3 separate regions of the Zea mays genome follow, and regions 1 and 2 are each linked to region 3. The links are chromatin contacts, called in public Hi-C maps. All regions are on one chromosome and are shown on one strand. The core of a region is the stretch at or near the end of the contact, and the rest is flanking DNA. Distances in the headings are between cores, read along the strand shown. Region 1 holds the start of LOC100274113. Region 2 holds the start of LOC100383405 (putative coatomer beta subunit family protein). Region 3 holds the start of LOC114574129.

Region 1 (2,701 bases), core at 130-2,629, 350 kb after region 3:
TCGTGGCAGGGGGTCACGTGCTCGCCGCAGAGCCGGGTGGTGTCCCTCTCGCTGCCCGACACCTTCCTCAACCTGTCCTCGCTGCCGCCGGCCCTCGCCACGCTCTCCTCGCTGCAGCTGCTCAACCTCTCCGCCTGCAACGTCTCCGGCGCCATCCCGCCCTCGTACGCGTCGCTCTCCGCGCTGCGGGTCCTCGACCTCTCCTCCAACGCGCTCACCGGCGACATCCCCGACGGGCTCGGCGCGCTCTCGGGGCTCCAGTTCCTGCTCCTCAACTCCAACCGTCTCACCGGCGGCATCCCGCGCTCGCTCGCCAACCTCTCCGCGCTCCAGGTGCTCTGCGTCCAGGACAACCTCCTCAACGGCACCATACCGGCCTCGCTGGGCGCGCTCGCCGCGCTCCAGCAGTTCCGCGTCGGCGGCAACCCGGCGCTGTCGGGCCCCATCCCGGCCTCGCTCGGCGCGCTCTCCAACCTCACCGTCTTCGGCGCCGCGGTCACCGCGCTCTCCGGTCCCATCCCCGAGGAGTTCGGCAGCCTCGTCAACCTCCAGACGCTGGCATTGTACGACACCAGCGTGTCCGGGTCTATACCCGCCGCGCTCGGCGGCTGCGTCGAGCTGCGCAACCTCTACCTTCACATGAACAAGCTCACCGGCCCGATACCGCCGGAGCTCGGGAGGCTGCAGAAGCTCACCAGTCTGCTCCTCTGGGGCAACGCCCTCTCCGGGAAGATCCCGCCGGAGCTATCCAACTGCTCCGCATTGGTGGTGCTCGACCTGTCGGGCAACCGGCTTACCGGCGAGGTGCCCGGGGCGCTCGGCCGGCTCGGCGCGCTCGAGCAGCTGCACCTATCGGACAACCAGCTCACGGGGCGCATACCGCCGGAGCTCAGCAACCTGAGCAGCCTCACCGCCTTGCAGCTCGACAAGAACGGCTTCTCTGGCGCGATCCCGCCGCAGCTTGGAGAGCTGAAGGCGCTGCAGGTGCTGTTCCTCTGGGGCAACGCGCTGTCTGGCGCGATCCCGCCGTCCCTGGGCAACTGCACCGACCTGTACGCGCTGGACCTGTCAAAGAACCGCTTCTCCGGCGGCATCCCCGACGAGGTGTTCGGGCTGCAGAAGCTCAGCAAGCTGCTCCTCCTGGGCAACGAGCTCTCCGGTCCGCTGCCCCCGAGCGTCGCCAACTGCTTATCATTGGTGCGCCTCCGGCTCGGCGAGAACAAGCTCGTGGGCCAGATACCCAGAGAGATCGGCAAGCTGCAGAACCTGGTGTTCCTGGACCTGTACTCAAACAGGTTCACCGGCAAGCTGCCAGGCGAGCTCGCCAACATCACGGTGCTGGAGTTGCTGGACGTGCACAACAACAGCTTCACCGGTGGCATCCCGCCGCAGTTTGGGGAGCTCATGAACCTAGAGCAGCTCGACCTGAGCATGAACGAGCTCACCGGCGAGATACCGGCGAGCTTTGGTAACTTCAGCTACCTCAACAAGCTGATCCTCAGCGGCAACAATCTGTCCGGGCCATTGCCCAAGTCGATTCGGAACCTGCAGAAACTGACAATGCTGGACCTGAGCAACAACAGCTTCTCCGGCCCCATACCGCCGGAGATCGGCGCGCTGTCGAGCCTGGGCATCAGCCTGGACCTGAGCTTGAACAAGTTCGTCGGCGAGCTGCCTGACGAGATGTCCGGTTTGACGCAGCTGCAGTCCCTCAACCTCGCGAGCAATGGCCTCTACGGCAGCATCTCGGTCCTTGGTGAGCTCACCAGCCTGACTTCCCTCAACATCTCGTACAACAACTTCTCTGGCGCCATCCCAGTGACGCCGTTCTTCAAGACATTGTCGTCCAACTCCTATATTGGTAATGCCAACCTCTGTGAGTCCTACGACGGGCACTCCTGTGCGGCGGACACGGTTCGCAGGTCTGCCCTGAAGACGGTCAAGACCGTGATTCTCGTCTGCGGCGTTCTGGGGTCGGTGGCGCTGCTGCTTGTTGTGGTTTGGATTCTGATCAACAGGAGCAGGAAGCTGGCCAGCCAGAAGGCGATGAGCTTGTCTGGTGCTTGTGGTGATGATTTCTCCAACCCCTGGACGTTTACGCCGTTCCAGAAGCTTAACTTCTGCATCGACCACATCTTGGCATGCCTAAAGGACGAGAACGTGATCGGCAAAGGTTGCTCGGGGGTGGTGTACAGAGCTGAGATGCCGAACGGGGACATCATCGCAGTGAAGAAGCTCTGGAAGGCCGGCAAGGACGAGCCGATCGACGCCTTTGCAGCTGAGATCCAGATTTTGGGGCACATCAGACACCGGAACATCGTGAAGCTACTCGGCTACTGCTCTAACAGGTCTGTCAAGCTCCTGCTTTACAACTACATCCCCAACGGCAACCTGCTGGAGCTCCTGAAGGAGAACAGGAGCCTGGACTGGGACACGAGGTACAAGATCGCCGTCGGGACGGCGCAGGGCCTGGCCTACCTGCACCACGACTGCATTCCAGCGATACTCCACAGGGATGTCAAGTGCAACAACATACTGCTCGATTCCAAGTATGAGGCCTACTTGGCTGATTTTGGGCTGGCCAAGCTGATGAACTCCCCAAATTACCATCACGCCATGTCACGCATTGCCGGTTCTTATGGATACATTGCTCCAGGTAAGCTAGTTTTTTTTGCTGTTACTGTTAATCAGCATTTAGCTG
Region 2 (2,746 bases), core at 168-2,667, 270 kb before region 3:
CCATAACATGGCAATTCGTTATTATCGACACATCACAACAAAATTATTCACTTCCATAATATATGTATGTACTCTGCACATGTGAAGGGAAAGGGCTGAAAATACATTGGTCTTAGGTTGCAGCCATTTAAAAGTCATATATCGTATTTTCCGTAAACAAGCTGTAAATAACAAATATGCACTGTGAGAAGTGTTTTAACTGGGAGCTGGCTGGCGCTAAAGGTATTGCTGCCCTAAGAGCAGTTTCTCAGATTTTCCAAGGGGCCGTGTTGGTCAGTGTTTAATTTGTGTTGTCTGTGTTCTTGGTCATGTTGTGTTGTATGTGTTTGTATGTTGTTTTGTATGGGCTCTTGCCCTTTTTTCCCCTCTCTTAGGAGGTGTTTGAATGCACTAGAACTAATAGTTAGTTGGCTAAAAATTGGTGGTGGAATTAGCTAGCTAACAAATAGGTACATAACTATTAAATAATTTACCAAAAATAGCTAATAGTTGAACTATTAGCTAGAGTGTTTGGATGTTTCAACTAATTTTAGCCACTAACTATTAGTTTTAGTGCATTCAAACACTCCCTTAATATAAAGATATGCACCTCCTGCGTGTTTGATAAAACCGTAACAAATATGAGCTCATGGAAACTAACAAAAAATGTCATGTAAACTAGTTGGTGAAAAGTTTAGAGCGTTATCTAACTAACTCAAAAAAAGATACGGGCTTCCTACCTGAGTCTGGTAGTTCCAGATGCAGACACTGCCAGAATAAAGACTTGACATGATCCTGCACCAAACAGAAGCCCATTATTCTGGAAATCCAACACTCGGGACGCTATGCACAGTAAATTATTGCAGCAATTAGCCAACACAAAAGGCACCAGCAAATGTACCATGGTTCCGTGGGATGCAGGTCCACGGACTTGACCCTCTCCGACCTCTGCGCGAGCTTCCTCTGATCAAGCAAAATACAAGTCACCATTAGAAGAACGACGTCAACAGTGACAACAAAAGACACTGCCAAATTAAGAGCCAGGTATTCTCGAAATAACCTTGATCTCTAACTGGAGCGGCTGCGTCATCATCCACACCAGCAACGATCAATAAAAACAAACACACAGAAGACAACACAAGTCAGCACACGCATAGCATGTAATATGTCCGAACCCCAGATCCACGCACCAAAAAAAGGATTTGAATGGGGATCTCGGCTCGGAAAGCATCAATGCGTCCAGCGGGATATGAAGTGACAAGGTCGCATCGGGATCTAGCGTTTTTCGCGAAGCGGACTGCAGGCCGGGACAGACCGACCAGCAGGCGCGCAGATACTGGTGGCGAGAGGAAGTTACCATTGCGACGTCGTAGGTTCCGGCGCCGGTGGGGTGTATATGGGGGCTGTTAGAATACCCTCTCACCCTCTGTCCGAGAGGCGGAGGGAGCCGAGGGGAGGGCAGGGCGCGAGATCGCGAGTGGAGGGAAGGGGCGAGGGAAGGAGAAGACAGTACCAGTGCCGTAACGAACGAACTTGCGGGTAAACGGGTCTGTTGCTTTTGTTTATTAGCGAAGTAAACGGGTCTCGAGATTCGGGTAAGAGCGTGACGAGGACTTCGCAGTTGATCGTGGGTCTGTGTTTGACTTTGGATGACCTCGTTGCTAAGCTACTGAAATTACATTGGACCCTAAAACTAAAATAATTTAAATAACTTTACTGATCCGACGTGTAATGGAAAGCTCCCAAATCTGTAGACAGAAATAGTTTACATCTCCACAATTACAACAAACTAGTCGGTTACCCGTGCGTTGCGACGGCTCACAACAATATCCACATAAATTATCCACTAAAAATGTCTCAAGATTTTTTATTGATTGTCTCCACTCTTCGCATAATATTTTTTATGAACGCACGGGTACCATAGACAGCAAATCAGAGACACACATCCCTCGTCTTCCTCACTTCCAAGGTTTTGTAGAGCAGGAGGGGAAGGGAAGAGGCGGACATACCTGTTCGTTACCGGAGAAAGACACGACGAAGACCTAGGCATCTGGAGGCGACATAGGTAGTATACCGCTAGATGTATAGGGAGAGAGCACGCAAAGCGGAGAAAAAGCCCAGCCGGAGCAGCTCCAAACCGAGAGGCACCCGCACCAGGCGTCAATCAGAGAAGGGCGAGAGAATGTGAGTGTCTTCCCAGCCCTGGACCCACCGAGGTGACACAACACCACCACCAACTCCGTAGGAATATGCCGACTGCTGCCACAATACGGGCCTTGGTTGTCCAATATCTCAGACCTGAACTCCTCATCGTTGAGATAACCTAAGCGTGGCATGCGCCACCATGTCCTCCTCGACGGCACGCACAGACAAAGGCTAGGAGCATGACCGAACCGCCCCATACCCGCATCGACGAGCGTCGGTCGGCTCGTAGCTGTGACCGTGGCGGGGGCAGCAGGTTGGGGAGGAAGAACAGGGCGAAGACCGGGAAGACGAACTGGACGTCCGACGACGGCGAAAACGATGGTGCGCACATGATGTGAAACTTCCTCGTGGACGTGCAATAGCTACTGCACGAGTCGGTGCCGGGGCTGGTGTCGGACGAATACGGGGAGGAGACGCATGCTCCTACGCCCTCTGCCGAGAATGGGGTGGCGCGGAGGTGGAGGCATGACCGCATGAGGGGAGAGAGAAAATAAATAGAATGACGAACGAGATGGTGGCAACTGAGGCGATGTCCATCATTATCGTGCGGAGGTATAGATGG
Region 3 (2,982 bases), core at 286-2,785:
TTTGTTGCCGATGTGCTTGGTGTGGGTGGCTCTGTATTAGACTCATGCGAAGGAAAACTAGGAGCAGTTGATTTCTCATATGAACGTATATGCATTTTAATAGATTCATCTACATATTCCTTTAATTGATCTCCTCGTTGATCCATGAAAGTCGTAAGAGATAGATCTAGAGCACTTACAACAGGATCCTGAAGCGGAGGTAGGAGAGATTCCATAACTATCTCCCCTAGATGGATGATCATCTGGTGGTGATCCAACGTGAAGTGTGACAAGTACTTTTCTGCCGCCTCTTTGCGGTGTTCGGTGAGTTTATGTAGCAGTTTCGCCTCCTCCTTGTCGCGTTGTTCGTTCCATTGCCGCTTCACCTCCTTCTCATCGCGCTTCACGAGGTCCTCAAAGGGTCTTTGGTCATCAGCGGGGAGTGCCTCCATGGCCAGCTTGATGATGTTGGTGATGGAGACCTTGGTGTGATCCTTGGAACCGACCATCTGTGGGCCGATTTTTAGTAGATCTAGACACCCTTGTCCCCAGCGGAGTCGCCAAAAAGTGTGTTGGCACTGATCCGGGTGCCAAACACGGGAACGGGCCGCCTAGCGGGGCTCTCTGTGGAGGAGCGGACGATCTGCGACTTGGTGCAGGAGCGGCTCCTCCTCTGCACACTTCCGGATGGTCCGCGCTTGAGGCCGAACGGTCTGCGATAGCTCAGAGGGTCTTCTTCTTCGCGAAGAACCCTAGAACTCGCCCTGTGAGAGTTCCCATCGAGGGGGAGAGTTCCAAGGGGTTGCTCCAGGTCGACAGGCCGCCCGATGCTCGTCTAATCGGCGTAGAGTCGAGTAGAGATTGTTGTGGAAGACTAAACCAGATCTAATCCTAAGGCTAAATTACTCCTACTCCTAGGAATTGGAAAAACGAAATGATAAACTGATAAATAGATTTGACTTGATCGATTGTGGGGGTTCAATCGGTCGTAGCCCTTCATCTATATAAAGGGGAGGTCTGGATCTGCTATAAGTCGTTCTCCCAGGTAATCCCACGGTTTTAGCTAACAAACGTAGCAAGAAACTCGGAACACTAATTGGCTCTGTGCGCGCACGGACCATTCCCCTGCCTATTTTGGTGCTCCACACATACATGAACATGATAAGATGCTTCCCTACGTAATATATTTATGTGTAACATTTTTTTATAAGAATGTATGGCTACCAAAATCAAAATTAGCATGTAAAGAATATGTTGGTACACCGATGTTTCTACTTGCCTTCTATGTAAAAAACATGCAAAGACTAGTTTGGAAACTTCATTTTTTATATTGGATTTATATTTTTCCAAGAGAAAATAAAGTAATTTTCCTTAAGGACTAGTTTGGCAGCAAAAAATCCAGCCGGTTTCCTGGCCTTTTCTCCTGGGAGAAAGCCCACCAGAAGATTGTCCTCGGATTATTCATGTGTGTCATTTGGCAGCCCAATCTCGTGCAGAGATTCGTCCCATTTTCCTGTCGGAAACAACCCTGGCCTTAGGAGGCCAGGCGATTCTCCGCCGCCTCGTCTCGTCTTTGCTATGCGCCACGAGCGCCTCCGCCGCTCCAACGCTCCAACGCCCTGAGCGCCTCCAACACCACTCCAACGCCACGAGCGCCTCCGCCGCTCCACCGAACAACTCCAACGCCACTCCAGCTCTTGCAGCAGTAGAACTCTACTGCAGCCAGGTACGCGTGTTTCTGAGCCAGGGGTGCAGGGGTTAAGCCGGGGTCGCGGGGGTTAGCAAAATTTCATTAATTGGTTTCTGCCGACCTGCATCTTCGTTTGATTCTGGTTTGCCTCTCTGATCCAGCTACGACACCCTGCGCTTGCCGCACTAGGTACGTTTGATTCTGGTTTCTGCCGCACAAGATCCGTTACCTCTTGGACCCGGACATCTACACCGACGACAGGATCTCCGTGCAGGGCATCGACGCCGTGCTCTTCGTGCCGGATGACGCCAAGGCCACGCAGACCGCCGACCCGAACAGGAAGCCTCCCGCCATTGTCACCCACAAGAAGAAGATCAAGCTCCGGTGAGGTTAGTACCTACCTACCTTCAGATCTGGACCTGCTCCTTTGTGTCCTCCGCCAACCCGAACAGGAAGTATCCCACCACTGCATTGTCCTTTTTTCAATAATAGCACCGAAATTTACAGCTCGTAATATCTAGATTAGGGAGGTCATTACGTCAAAAAAAAGAAGATTGGGGAGGTGTGTAGATTAGTTTCACAACTGATCGCTAGCATCAATCAATGCCAGTTCATCTATTGGTCAGAATGTTGCCGGTGAGTGATGAGTCCTGGGTAGTAGAATAAAGACGAACGCATTGGCATAAAATAGAAACAACAATTCGAGTTCCTTATTACTTTCCTATTGACATGGCCGTATTGGATTTGGAGGAAGGCATATGGGCCTGTCGGTGCCCGTCTGGACATTTTCTACCATCACTGAACTACAACTACTGTAGTTTCCGTAGGTTTTTTTATACCATGTGTGACAGATGCTCAACCTTAGTATTGGCCAACGTGAAAACATGGAGGTGAAGTGAAGCAAGTGGTAGTTGAGCATATGCTGGTGGCTGGTTGTCTTCATGAACATCTCTTTGATGGCTGACACCGTTCCTGGGACTGCAAGCCAACACTGTCCTTTAACCCATGACCCATGAGCAACAATTTCTTCTTTTTCATAGTTTAGGTGGAAGTATCATGCCGAAGCCTTAGTCACGTCCTTGCTTTGTTGTCCTTGTTTTCATAGTTTAGGTCGAGTGGTAGCTAATTAAATTGGTTATGGGTACAGGTAGGGCAAGGCCGAATTGTGTGCCTTGTAGGGAAAATAACAATCGTTGGTAGTATTACAAACTGCAGAAATTCCATGTTTTGCATTATCTCCATGTTTTGCATGATTAAGATCCTTATAAGAGCTATCTCCACTTCTCTAGATATGGGTTCTTGGGAGAAGCAAG

What was found. A called contact is a pair of places that touch in the nucleus more often than the background predicts.
Region 1: a Hi-C map of ear shows a contact between it and region 3, with 1.9 times the contacts expected there. The contact joins the promoter of LOC100274113 here to the promoter of LOC114574129 in region 3. A contact is called at or near these places in 2 of 25 Hi-C or Micro-C datasets (ear and endosperm).
Region 2: a contact with region 3 is called in a Hi-C map of ear, with 2.2 times the contacts expected there. The contact joins the promoter of LOC100383405 here to the promoter of LOC114574129 in region 3. A contact is called at or near these places in 3 of 25 Hi-C or Micro-C datasets (ear, endosperm and tassel).

What each region holds. Positions count from the first base shown.
Region 1 is chr9:93,977,088-93,979,788 of Zm-B73-REFERENCE-NAM-5.0, forward strand. LOC100274113 reads left to right here and starts at 1,380. Exons shown (of 2, transcript NM_001148492.1): 1 at 1,380-2,656. The coding sequence starts at 1,405.
Region 2 is chr9:93,357,832-93,360,577 of Zm-B73-REFERENCE-NAM-5.0, forward strand. It overlaps LOC100383405 (putative coatomer beta subunit family protein), which reads right to left and starts at 1,418. Exons shown (of 25, transcript NM_001362077.1): 1 at 1,337-1,418; 2 at 1,040-1,060; 3 at 881-942; 4 at 720-774. The coding sequence starts at 1,339.
Region 3 is chr9:93,627,218-93,630,199 of Zm-B73-REFERENCE-NAM-5.0, forward strand. It overlaps LOC114574129, which reads left to right and starts at 1,536. Exons shown (of 6, transcript NM_001369616.1): 1 at 1,536-1,705; 2 at 1,831-1,858; 3 at 1,944-2,058; 4 at 2,959-2,982. The coding sequence starts at 2,961. It overlaps LOC100191515, which reads left to right and starts at 1,544. Exons shown (of 8, transcript NM_001136947.1): 1 at 1,544-1,705; 2 at 1,831-1,858; 3 at 1,944-2,058.